2 separate regions of the Ovis aries genome follow, and region 2 is linked to region 1. Evidence: chromatin contacts called from public Hi-C data. All regions are on one chromosome and are shown on one strand. The core of a region is the stretch at or near the end of the contact, and the rest is flanking DNA. Distances in the headings are between cores, read along the strand shown.

Evidence for each region. Hi-C and Micro-C count contacts between places; a contact is called where the count stands out from the background.
Region 2: a contact with region 1 is called in a Hi-C map of hypothalamus, with 4 times the contacts expected there. The contact joins the enhancer-like site here to the promoter of TMEM167B in region 1. A contact is called at or near these places in 9 of 16 Hi-C or Micro-C datasets (blood, hypothalamus, liver and 4 more).

What each region holds. Positions count from the first base shown.
Region 1 is chr1:86,388,467-86,394,414 of ARS-UI_Ramb_v3.0, reverse strand. It overlaps TMEM167B (transmembrane protein 167B), which reads right to left and starts at 1,913. Exons shown (of 3, transcript XM_004002270.5): 1 at 1,774-1,913. The coding sequence starts at 1,783.
Region 2 is chr1:86,539,690-86,545,736 of ARS-UI_Ramb_v3.0, reverse strand. CELSR2 (cadherin EGF LAG seven-pass G-type receptor 2) reads right to left here. Exons shown (of 34, transcript XM_042251883.1): 3 at 4,310-4,532; 4 at 3,771-3,886; 5 at 3,508-3,596; 6 at 2,952-3,109; 7 at 2,441-2,604; 8 at 2,166-2,291; 9 at 1,631-1,797; 10 at 1,077-1,364; 11 at 817-991; 12 at 427-568; 13 at 147-267. Among named protein-coding and RNA genes, the nearest start is that of CELSR2, 13 kb to the right of the region's middle. Within about 2 kb of position 1,571, at least 23 of the 54 cell types and tissues checked have an H3K27ac peak or open chromatin away from gene starts, as enhancers often do. A contact at or near this core is called in hypothalamus, where this site is marked.

The DNA.
Region 1 (5,948 bases), core at 664-3,163:
CACTCATGTGATAAAGAAGAGCGAGATATTTAGCCAAGTCTTTCAGAGCTTCATCTGTGGGTAGAGAATATGATAAAGCAGAAGCTTAATGGAAACTGCAAGAGTTAGAAATCATATGACTACAATTTTCCTGTATTTTATCTTACACTTCATGCATCATACTCTACTTACATACTAAATTTCTGCCAGAGTAACAGATTCTTGAGAACAAACAAGCAAAAAAACAACAAAAAAAAACTGAGGCTTCATCGTGGTGGAACAAGTGTGAGAAAAAAGCTTTGAACACATACTTCTAGTTCTTACATATGTAAACTGAGCTATGTCTGGTAAGCACAATGAATCATCTAAGTGGAAAAAAAAAACAATCAGACCACAAAAGGGGGAAGGGTGACTAAAATTTATTCATTAATTACTATGTGTTCAATTGCTTCCTTATTTCTCAGTTCAGATGACTTTTTCCTCTAAGTGATGACCCTTCCTGTACTGTGTCTAGTAACCTTAGACCTCTGACTGCCCAGAAAACTTCAAAAGAATATTTGACACAACCAGCATCTCCCAGTTCTGGACCACTCTATCTTCCTCTCTCCCTCCAGTAAAACTATCTCACAGCTAGATGTCACACAGCAACGGTCCAGTAAATTAATACATATACCAAGTTTTTAGAATAAACAATACCTTTACCTGCTAATCATCTCCTCCTGTAAGTTTTTGCAAAGCCAAAAGTCACGAGGTGAATTGAATCTTCAGTATCAGGCTTATGGAAAAGGTACTTTTTGAGAAATACTCTCCTATGCCCCTCTAATCATACTGTCTAAGAGGCCTTGTCATCTTTTTTCCAGTAAGATGGACTCTAAAGAACACAAAGGCCTCGTTTCCTGTCCTTCGCTGGAATGTGGAAATCGTGTCTATATAATCGTGTTTGAAGAGGCCTACAAAATTAGGTCAGATAAACAGGGTGGCAACTGCCACAACTTTAGAAGAGGCAGTAACCAACCCTTGCAACTTTCGCTACGGTCTCCAGATGGGATCGCCCAGGCAAGACTTTAGAATCAAAAGAAAGTTTTCTGGCATTTTAACAAAATAATAACTTTTTTTTTTTTTTTTTTTTAGGATTCACGTTCACCCCCCAAAAATGTGGGCCTTAAAAACACTCTATGATTTCTTGGTCCTCCCAAGATGCCTACTATCCGAAAGCATGAGAAAACAGAGGGCTGTGAGGAGGATTCTCTCATTTCCCTGGTGCTACAGCAATAGCTCGGGCTTCCCCGGTGGCTCAGATAGTAAAGACTCTGCCTGCAATGTGGGAGACCTGGGTTCAATCCCTGGCTTGGGAAGATCCCCTGGAGAAGGGAAAGGCTACCCACTCCAGTATTCTGGCCTGGAGAATTCCACGGACTGCATATTCCATGGGGTTGCAAAGAATCGGACACGACTGAGCGACTTTCACTTCACAGCAATAGCTCAACCAGGACTGGCCTCGCGAAATGGCCTGTAAGGGCCAAAACGAACTTTTAGAAGAGAGAAGGGAAAACACAGGCTAGGAACCAAGGACTCGGGGTGTGGGCAACAAGAGGCATTGGGGGTTCTAGATGGGCACGCGACGGGGGAACTCGCGGAGTAGTATAGGAAACAGGAGCTGGGACGCGGAGAGGCCAAAGGGAGGACTCCGATGGGAGGGGGCGGGGAGAACGGCCACGTCAATCCCGGCTCCGCCCGCCACGTTTTCCCTAGTGTACTGGACTCCCATCCTTTGCTCTGGGCATTGGTTCTCACCGTTCGTCATGGCGGTTGGGCCCGGTCCTGGATAGGGAGTCCGGGGGGCGGTCAGTGGCGGTAGCGGCGAAGACCAGGGGAACCCAGCTCCCACTTGACACTTCCCGATCCGGGCCGCGGCGACGGGCAGCCGCCGTAGTACGCCGGCGCAAGGGAAGGGAGACGAGCGCCAAACGCAATCAGGCGTGGCTAGGAGATTGCCGAGCTAGGGGAACCTGCGTGGGTGGAGCTCGCAGGAAAAGGTGTGGGTGAGAAGAAAGCTGTCCAGAAGGCGTCCTTCGTGGCCATAGTAAACAATATCTTCTGGGTGCCCCTGCAGATTTAGTGCTGGGGCTAATCTGACCTGCTCCCGTCGTTGTGTTTGAAAAGGTAAAGTGAAAGAAACTGAAGTTGCTCAGTCGTGTCCGACTCTTTGCGACCCTATGGACTGTAGCCTACCAGGCTCCTCCGTCCATGGGATTTTCCAGGCGAGAGTACTGAAGTGGGTTGCCATTTCCTTCTCCAGGGGATCCTCCCGACCCAGGGATCGAACCCGGGTCTCTTGCATTGTAGGCAGACGCTTTACCGTCTGAGCCGGAAAAGGTAAAGGCTTGCAGTTTTGCACTTTATTTTGCGCTGTGGCAGCTGCTCTGGTTGTGTGTGTGCAGCAGCCCACCTGCAATGGAGAAGTCTCTCAAGCTTCCACGTAAGAGAACGCAGACAACTGGGGTCCTGAGGCGACGCCTGCAGCCTGTGGGACTGCTCTTGCTGCGCGGATCGTTCTTACTCCGTATGGAAATCTGGATAATGAGGCTGCATCTGAACTTTGAAATGAAATTAGGAACCTTATAACAAAAACAAGTTGCGTATTTCATGTGCTGAAGCTCCACGTTGTCGGGAAACATTTTGGTAATTGCCGGTTTGTATGAATTTTTCTTTAAACTATCAGGATGGTCTCGTTACCTCCCGTATTTAGATAAAGTGGGGCCACCTCGGCCACTTTAGCCAGGAAACGGAGATACTGGGGCAGCCTTTCTCACACTTTCACAACTTGACGAAAAATACTTTTTCAGTTTAACGGTGGAGCAGAACGGAGGAGACAGAGCTACAGATCCCGTTTTCTGCACTGAGATCCTTAATTCCACACAACTCGATCTTCTTTATTAGAGTCAAGGCGAAAGTGCGACTGAATCATTCGAGGTTGAAATTGTAAGGTTACAGCTGGTCCGCGGTTGTCAAAGTCCTAAAGAGACCCTCTGCCCCTCTTGCTGCAGTGCCATCTGCTGGCTGCGACCTGCTTGGTTATGCCGAAGAAAAGCTACCAAAGCCTCCTAGAAGCTGGAGTAGAGGGGCAAGTCAAAAAAGGCCTGTTGGAGGACAGACTTCTTGTGAAAATGTGCTTAAATGCAGAAACAAACAAACAAAAAATGAAGACGACATACACAACAAATAAGGCAAAACAAATGATTTTGTGCCCATACACACAGACAAATTCCCCTGCCCCAAAGAACTGCTAAGGACTACTCGAAAGCAAAACAAAACTGAAAAGTCCCTGATTGTCTTGGCCTTTGAGCTTTTCATCAACAGTTATCTAAAACAGTATCAGCACTGTCATCACTGGCCACAAAACTGTTAGTCCCCTACACCAAAGCTGGATAAAAGCCCCAAACTATTCTATATTCTAAACAAATTCATGTTCACTAACTTAGACAGAACCATATAGTTCATCTTCATCTTGAAAAATTCTCCTTTGTTACATACTATGGAATTGTGCTGTTCTCCTTGACCTGCAACTTCGTTGTTCTCTTTCAGTTTAGTTCAGTTCAGTCACTCAGTCGTGTCCGACTCTTTGCAACCCCATGAGCTGCAGCATGCCAGGCCTCCCTGTCCAACACCAACTCCCAGAGTCCACCCAAACCCATGTCCATTGAGTCGGTGATGCCATCCAACCATCTCACCTTCTGTCATCCCCTTCTCCTCCTGCCCTCAATCTTTCCCAGCACCGGGGTCTTTTCAAATGAGTCAGTTCTTCGCATCAGGGGGCCAAAGTATTGGAGTTTCAGCTTCAACATCAGTCCTTCCAGTGAACACCCAGGACTGAGCTCCTTTAGGATGGACTGGTTGAATCTCCTTGCAGTCCAAGGGACTCTCAAGAGTCTTCTCTTTACCCAGATTCTTTTTTCCATGTAAATATAGATATTCCTAAGATACTCACACCCTGTTTTCCTCACTATTAATTCCTACTTGGTGACTTATTCTGTTCCACGGCTTCAACTATCACCTCTATGTAGAGTTTTGTTTTGTGTTTCATTTTTGTTTTTTTTGTCACTTGGCACAACTGGGCTCTCTGCAATGAAAGCGTGGACTCCTAAACCACTGCACTGCCAGGGAATTCCCTGTATAGAGGTCTTAAGTTGATGTCCTATCCAAGTTCCAGTCCTACACTTCTAGCAGATTTTCTTCTGACATCTGAAATGTTGAAAGTCAAACTTGCCCCGTTCTGACTTTCCTGTTTCTATGATTAATATTCCTTTTTCCCTAATCACTGACTTTAGAATTTGTAAATTATCTTTAAATCAGTTAACTCCTCTTTTTTCTTCCCCCCAAAATGTTGTTCCGACTGCCCACTTTTCAATTCTACATCCTTCGCTATAGTGGATGTTATCATTTCAGTCTTTAAGCATCAATTAAATCCTCATAACAGTGAAAACTTACATTTGTATAACATTTTTGACTTTTTGAAGCAAACACACCTTGTCATAATATTTAATCCTCACAACTGTTATCACCCCTATTTTAGAGAATCTAAGGCTTAGGGTAAGGACTGCTCAGTATCAGATCTGAACAATAATTCTGGCTGGTCTTCTGAACTCAGAACTAGAAAATCTTGCTTCAAACCATGACTGTGGTTTCCTTGAACAGCAACCTCTGCCTCCTGAATATGTGTCTAACTCCTTACCCTGCTATTCAAGGCCTTCCTGTATGCGGACTTCAAGCTGCAGCTGTGAAAAGACTTGTTCTGTGTTCTTCAGATGTACTCTTTGCTGTCATATTTTTGCTCATGATATCTACTCTTTTGGAGGTAACATCATCTCATTTTTCACTAGATGGACCACCACTCCAACTCTGAAAGATAAGTCTTTTTTCCCAGTCACTCTCAGAGTTTAAGAACAAAGTTTTAGGATAAAGAAATCATAGTTGAAGAACTAGGAAGGGTAATTAGTTGTTTACTTATTATTTCAAAGGACAGTGATATTCCACAGCATCGTACTGTGTCTTTTTTTCCCACGTGTCTCTGTTTTTCTTTCCTACCCTTTCTTCCCACTCTTACATTTATTTCCTTCCTTCCTTCTCCCTCCACCATATTTTTTCTTTTCCATACTCAAAAACGTGTTCTATCTTTTTTATTGACTAAAATGAGCCTCACCAGATTTTTATTTCAAAATTAGTTATACCAAGAATTTTATATTTTTTAAAATTATATTCTGCTTTCTCTCTGTAAAATTGGGTTATAATGATTGCTCCTTTCTAGGGTTATTGAAGGATTAAACAAACTACTGTTTACAACAATACGTGGCATGAAATATGTTCCCCATAAGTGTTAGGTATTACTGTTGTTCTTTGGTTTGAAAAATAATTATGCTTGTCTACTCTGTGTTGGGCACTTTGCTAAATTTTACAAGAATAGAGGCAAAAAAAAAAATGGGTCTCTGCCCTCAGGAAACAAAATATATTTGGGAAGATAGATGAATAAACACATTTTAGTGGAGCACAGACACTGTACATGAAAAAACATTATCTTTGATCTTCACAACTGCTTTGCAGAATAGTTATTCAGTGAGAAATCTGAGGCTCAAAGAAGGCACATGAGTGAGGTCACAGAGCTAATCTGTCTAACTTCAAAGTTCCCTTCCCCTTGTTATCATACTGACTCACATTAGGATGCTGTCCACTGATTCAGATCTTTAACGATCATGTTCCAAGAGTTACTGTTTCTGTTGTCCTGAAAAGTCCCAAAGTCTCATGCTGAAGTCTAGGTCACTGGCTCTTGCAGCTCAAATGCAAGGAATAAATAGAGCCCCACTGCCTGGGGACTCAATTCAGACAGTCCTTCGTCAGTTCATTTCAGCCTGCACTGGAGGACAGGCAGTTGTTGCCAAAGACCTGTCAGTCAAGAACAGTGGCCCATTTGTTAA
Region 2 (6,047 bases), core at 322-2,821, 150 kb before region 1:
CCACTGGCCCGCCCCAGTGGATCAAAGGCACGTAGCCCTCAGCGCTCTGTGGGGAGGCTTCTTCCACTGCCCACCCTCCCAAGGGCCCAGGAAGTACAGAACAGCAGCCGAGGCAGCGCTGTGCAGGCTTGGGTCGGGGCAGTCACCTTGCAGCGGCACTCGCCACTTGTCTTGTTGCAGTCTGGATCGAAGCCTTTGCTGACATCGCAGTTGCACGGGCCGCATGTGGGGTGTCCCCACCAGCCTCGGGGACAAGGTTGGTCAATCCTGCAGAGAAGGGACCAGGGAGGAATGAGCTCCTTCAGCCACGCTGTAGCCATGTGTGGCCCTTCCTACCCCAGCCGTGGCCCAGCCAGGCTCCCAGGGCTCTGAGGGACACAGTGGGCATCGGCAGTGGCCCCAGCTGCCTGCACGGATCCACATTACCTGGTTTCACAGTATGGCCCAAGGTAACTGGGGGGACACTCGCAGGTATAGCCATGGGGAGCACTGGGCTTTCGGGTACACATGGACTGATGCTCGCATGGGTTCAGGTCACACACATTAGTGCAGTTGTCACCATAGTAACCTGGGACCAACCAGAAGGACAAGAGAGACTCAGTCCCCACCTTCCCCTGGCATTTTCTTCAAAGCTGCCTTCATTCACCTCCTTCTGTTCTGAGCAGCTATACCAGTTGGCTGTGGCTCTGCAGTGCAGGATGAGAGGCTCAGAGGGGTGAGGTGACTAGCCCCAGGTCACATGGCAAAGCCAGAATGAGCCCCCGCCCCTGCTCCACACCTGCTGACTTGTCCCATTTCCCTGGACCCCTGGCCTACCTGGATCACAGCTGCACGAATAGCTGTCCCAGTCGTCACTGCAGTAGCTATTGGCAGGACATGGGTTTGAGTCACAGGGGTCTGGCAGGCTGCAGCCTGGCTCCACGCTGATGCTCTCCCCACGGCTGGGATCCAGACTGCTGATGCCCTCAGGCGTCTCACTGACCCGAACACCCTGGGAGGGAGAGGATAGTGGTGTTGGCCCTTTGTGGAATGGGCTTCTCAGTGTTGGCGGTGAGAAAGCAGAGCAGGAGGCTTACCTGCAAACAGCCCCGGAAGCCTCGGGCCACACCACTGGCCGGCCCTGGAACACCCCCGACGGTAATGTTGCTCAGGTGTAGCCCGTGCAGCCGGGGGCCCAGGTTGCCCTCTGCCCACTGCTGCCCATAGTCAAAGGACAGGATGGCGTGGCCAGGGCCTCCACTGGCTCCCAACGCCAGCTGTGCATGGTGCCAGTCACCATCATTGGCCCGGCCTGGCTCCAGCTGGAGAGACGAGGCCTGGAGCCCTGTGCCCTCCACGCTCAGCACCAAGCGGCCCTCCCGAAGCTGGCACCAGAAGAAAAGAGGGTCAGCAGACTGCCTTGACCAGCTCATCTTCCAGCCCACTGTCCTTCCTGGACCACCAAACCCATCCTGCTGCCCAGCTGAGGCCAGGGAGGAAAAGGCATTATTTCCTGTGGGCCCGAGAGATGGCAGCAGTGATCCACCAAAGGAACCCAGCTGCCTTTTCTCTCCTGGGAAAGACCCCGCCCAGCCAGCTCTGACCAATAACCCATGCCAGGGCCCGCCGGCCCCACCCTTCCCTGCATCACCTGCAGAGTGATGGTGCTGCGCCCCCTGGTGACAGCCTGGAGCAGGACGCCGTCGGCCTGGCGTGTGCGAAACATGAGGCTGAGGTGCCAGGGCTGGGAGATGGGCAGTGAGAGGCCATACCAGGCCAGCAGGCTGCTGCCCAGGAAGCGCTGCGGGTTGGCCATCTCTGGGCAGGCAGATAGAGGCAGACTCTGAGGGGCGGAGTGGCCGAGTGCCCCAGGGGGTATGATGTTCAGCGGGGGTAGCGCAGTGGGAGGCAGGGTACTGCCCCTCCTAGTGCCCAGGCTCCCCAGCTGCCCCGCCCTCCAGAGCATCTACCTGCTCCGGGTCCACCCCACTCTGTGCCCAGGCCTGCCTGTGACTGGGCCCTTTGTCTCCCGTGCTAACCCTCTCAGGGCGCTGCCCAGACACGCTTTTCCACCCACAGCCAAGCTCAGCTGGGCCCTGCCCAGGGCCTGGCCCGACCCTGCTAGGGTTCCGAGCACTGCTGACAGCTCCCAGGCCCCAACCTCTGACAGCTGCTCCTATACCTACCCTGGGCACAGCTCTTGCCCCCAAAGCCCAGAGGGCACTCGCAGCTGAACGCATCCCACTGGTTCACACAGGTGCCCCCATTGTGGCAAGTGTTGCTGTCACACACGTTCTTCTTGGCAGGGCACCCTAGAGTGGAGAGAAGGGTGCTCAGGCAGAGGCTCCCGACAGAAGACCTGTGGCAGTGGCTAGAGGGGGCTCTGAGCCCCCCACTCCCAGGGGCCCCCACACCAGGCACACCCCACCTCTCTGCATTCAGCCTGCCCCGCCTCCCATACCAGGCATGGTGCCGTTGTTGGCAATGAAGTCAGCCATGTCGACGTGGCGGCTGTCCACCTGCAGGTCCCTCATGCAGCCCACAAACTGCCGGGTGCGGACAGGGAAGCTCTCAGGCAGGTCAGGCACCCCGCCCAGCAGCAGGGGCCCTGTCAGGTCCAGAGACCTGGCAGGTGGGGTGGGGGAGGCGGGGAAACAGCCAAGACATGAGGGTAAGTGGGGTGCTTCCAGCTCTTCCTTCTCCTAGGGGCCCTGCTGAGCAGCCAGGGGAAGGGAAGCCCCACCCTGGAGCTGCTCTATCAGACTGCTGCCCAAGGCTAGCTCGAGTCCCCCAGACTTGCCGGCTCTGCCCCCACCCAGCCCCCGTGCAGAAGGCTGAGCAGGGGCAAAGGGAAGCCAGATGAGGGAAAGGAATTGGTTCCCATTTCAGGGCCCCCAAAGTCCCCCCTTACAGCCCTCCCTCCCTGTGTGGCTCCACACCTCGCTGCACCCCCAGCCCTCTCCCCTCCTTACTTCTTGCTGCCACCCTGAGTGCCCTGGGCAGCGCAGGAGTAGTTGCCCAGCATCGCTCCAAAGCGCAGGGCTACTCCTGTGTCACAGCCATCCACGGTCACCACAGCCACCTTCTGCTCGGATGGGCCCTGCGGGAGCCCCGTCTGACCCAAGAGTGGCTGTGGACAGGCAAGGGCAGAGAGGGGAAAGAGTGGGCCAGGGCCACTCATGGGCCAGCAGGCAGGAAAACGCCAGCACATACACACTCCCTTTGTGTACTGCTATACACGCATACACGTGTGGTATACACATGGACACATGCACACAGATGTGTGCTCACATGACCATTTACCTTCCTCAATGTCCACTTGCGTTTGTACCTAGCAGAACAGGAAGTGTCTGTACCACCTAGCAGGATGGGAATGCCCAGCGAAGCAGCAAGTTCCACCCCTCCCTTCCTCCCCGTTCAGCCAGACATACCACAACCAGCCCCCAGCAAGGCAGTGCCACCCAGGTCTGGGAGAGCATCTGAGCCCAGGACAGGACCCTCTCCCCCCGTGACCCCTCCCATACCCACCTTATTGTAGTACTTCAGATGCACCGTGTGCCACTGGCCGTCACTGACCCCTCCGGGCACGAAGGGGGACACGGTGGTGGTCGACTCCCCTGAGGAAAGGACCCAGGTGAGCTGAGACACCAGCTGAGGGCTGGGAATGGGGACAGGGCACTCGTTGTTGGGCTGCGCCCAGGTTTGGCTGGGAGAGTGTGTGACTCGGGGTCAAGGGCGGGGAGGCACAGGGACTCCGGGAGATGGGCGAGGATGCGGGGCCGCGGGATCACCTGCAGAGAAGGTGAGCTGGACCTGCTCCTGGATCACCTCGAGGGCCACGAAGTCATGCTTCTCGTTGAAGCGCCCGTTGTACAGCAGCAGCCCATCACGCTCCTTGGTGGCAAACCTGAGTGGGAGTAAGGGAGGGGGCAGGGAATGGGGCACCCACCTGGATGCCCGCACCCCAGCCACCTAACCAGCCCTGGTCCTGCTCAGAAATCTCCTGAGGGCTGACTCCTGGGTGGAGGCTGTGGGCCACATGGCTAGAGCGTGGAAGATGAGCACAAACCAGGACTAGCGGCACGACCCTGGCATCCTGGATCCCACCCTTGAGGGTGCGTTGGGAGGAGTGTAGGTGGCCCTGGTGGGTGAGGGGCCTGCCAGGCAAGGGTACAGGGCAACTCAAAGTACAGGCCTGGCTCTGCCAACAACTCCCTCCCCCTCCCCCGCCCTGCCACACAGCATCACTGCCTGACTTCCCACCTCGTCCACAGAATAGGAGGCCCCCCAGGCTGTTCCCAGCCCCTATTCCAAGTGCCCAGGCACTCACGAGAGGGCCAGGGTGAAGTGGAAGCGCTGGCGCAGGCCCCGGAAGGTGATGAAGGAACGGGCAGGGAAGCTGCGTGTGGTCACCTGGCAGAAGGGCTTCTCGAAGTCTCCGGATGGGCAGTCGCACTTGAAGCCGCCCACCAGCAGGTTGACACAGGTGCCCCCGTTCTTGCAGACACCTGGGGTGCAGCGGCCCGAGCGGGCACTCACTTCGCAGTGCTCACCTGGACAAGAAGTCAGGCAGGTGAGCACCAGGTGTCTGGGAAACTGGGACTCCTTTGCGCCCAGTGATCCCTCTGTGGTCTCCCATGACTGCTATGACACTCCGCATCCCTCCAGCATCCCCACATCCTCTCACGTGCTCATCCCTCTGAGCTCTGTGAAACCCTGGCTCCTCTGATGCCCTGCTTGGCGCACTGGACATCCTCACCACAGTCCCATATATTGCTGTCCTGCAAGTTCCCAGAGGCTCCCAGTCCCTTCCATGCCCCTGTTTGGGCCTTAAGAGCACAGGCCTGTGAGGTCCCTGATCACAAGGTCTGAGTCCTAGTGGCCTTTGGTGTGAGGGTTACCCAGCAAGTATGGGGGTGTTCTGGCCCCATCAGGGGGCATGCCTGTGGAGGAGAGGGCCTGCAGGACAGCACAAGGGGTGGTAGCAACCCCCACCCCACACTGGCGCTTTTGTCCCTCACAGGCACCAAGATCAGCTTCCCTCCCTGGGGATGAGACCAGGCTTCCACTTGGATTTGTCGGAGTTATGGGATGGTGTGGGTGGGAAGCTGGGGACTCTCCAGAAACGGGCCAAGGGACTCCCGCCCAGAGCCCTCTTGTTCAGACTGAGGACCTCTGTGCACTTGAGAGATGCTGAGACAGTAGGGAACTGAGCCTTGGGAGCTGAAACGGAGGAGCTGAAAATTCCAACATCAGATGGCAAAATCCACCCTTTTCTCTCCCTCCCCATTCCCAGATTCTAGAGATAGGTTCTCAGCTCCAGTGCCTAGTGACTGGCTCTAGTTTCCATGGAAACTGTTGTTCGCCTACTCTAAGCACCCCCCTACCCCATCCTCTTGGACAAAGACTTCCCTCCCCTCCCCCAAGCCCACCCCTCTGCTCCCCCCTACCCACAGCAGCAGCTGAGAGGAGTCAAGTCTGGCAAGTTCTGGGCAGGAAGATGCAGCAGGGGAGGCAGCAAGGCTGGCCTACCACGGCTGGCGAAGAGCGTGGGCATGGCTCTGGGGGAGAGGGAGCAAGGCCTTCGGCCCCTGGGAAGGAAAGGCATGGAGAGCCGGGGATTTCCTGAGGCAAAGCAGGAGGCTGCAGGGAGGGGTCTGGAGCACGAAGCAGAGGCTGCGAGATCCCAGGGAGAGTCTGGGGACAGGATGTGTAAAGACCCCTGGAGATAGGCCAACAGGCCTCTTGGTCAGGCCCTGCTTTACACACCTGAGCAAGGGTGGACTCCACGTCACGCAGATGATCTGAAAGTCCCCATCCCCACACCTGAACCCCACCAGTCTCCCCAGCTCTTCTGCGCCTCCCCTCAACACCTGGGGAGAAAAGCACCCGCTGCGGCTCTGAAAGGCAACTCACTCATCAGTTCGGAGAGTGGCATGTACTAGGCCCAGCCTCACCTCTAATCCAGGTGAGACCTGGGGCAAGTCACCTGATCTCACTCAGTATTTCCCTAAATCACAGCCAGCACTTCCCACAGGCCAGCTCTCTTGCCCATATTAAATTTAATT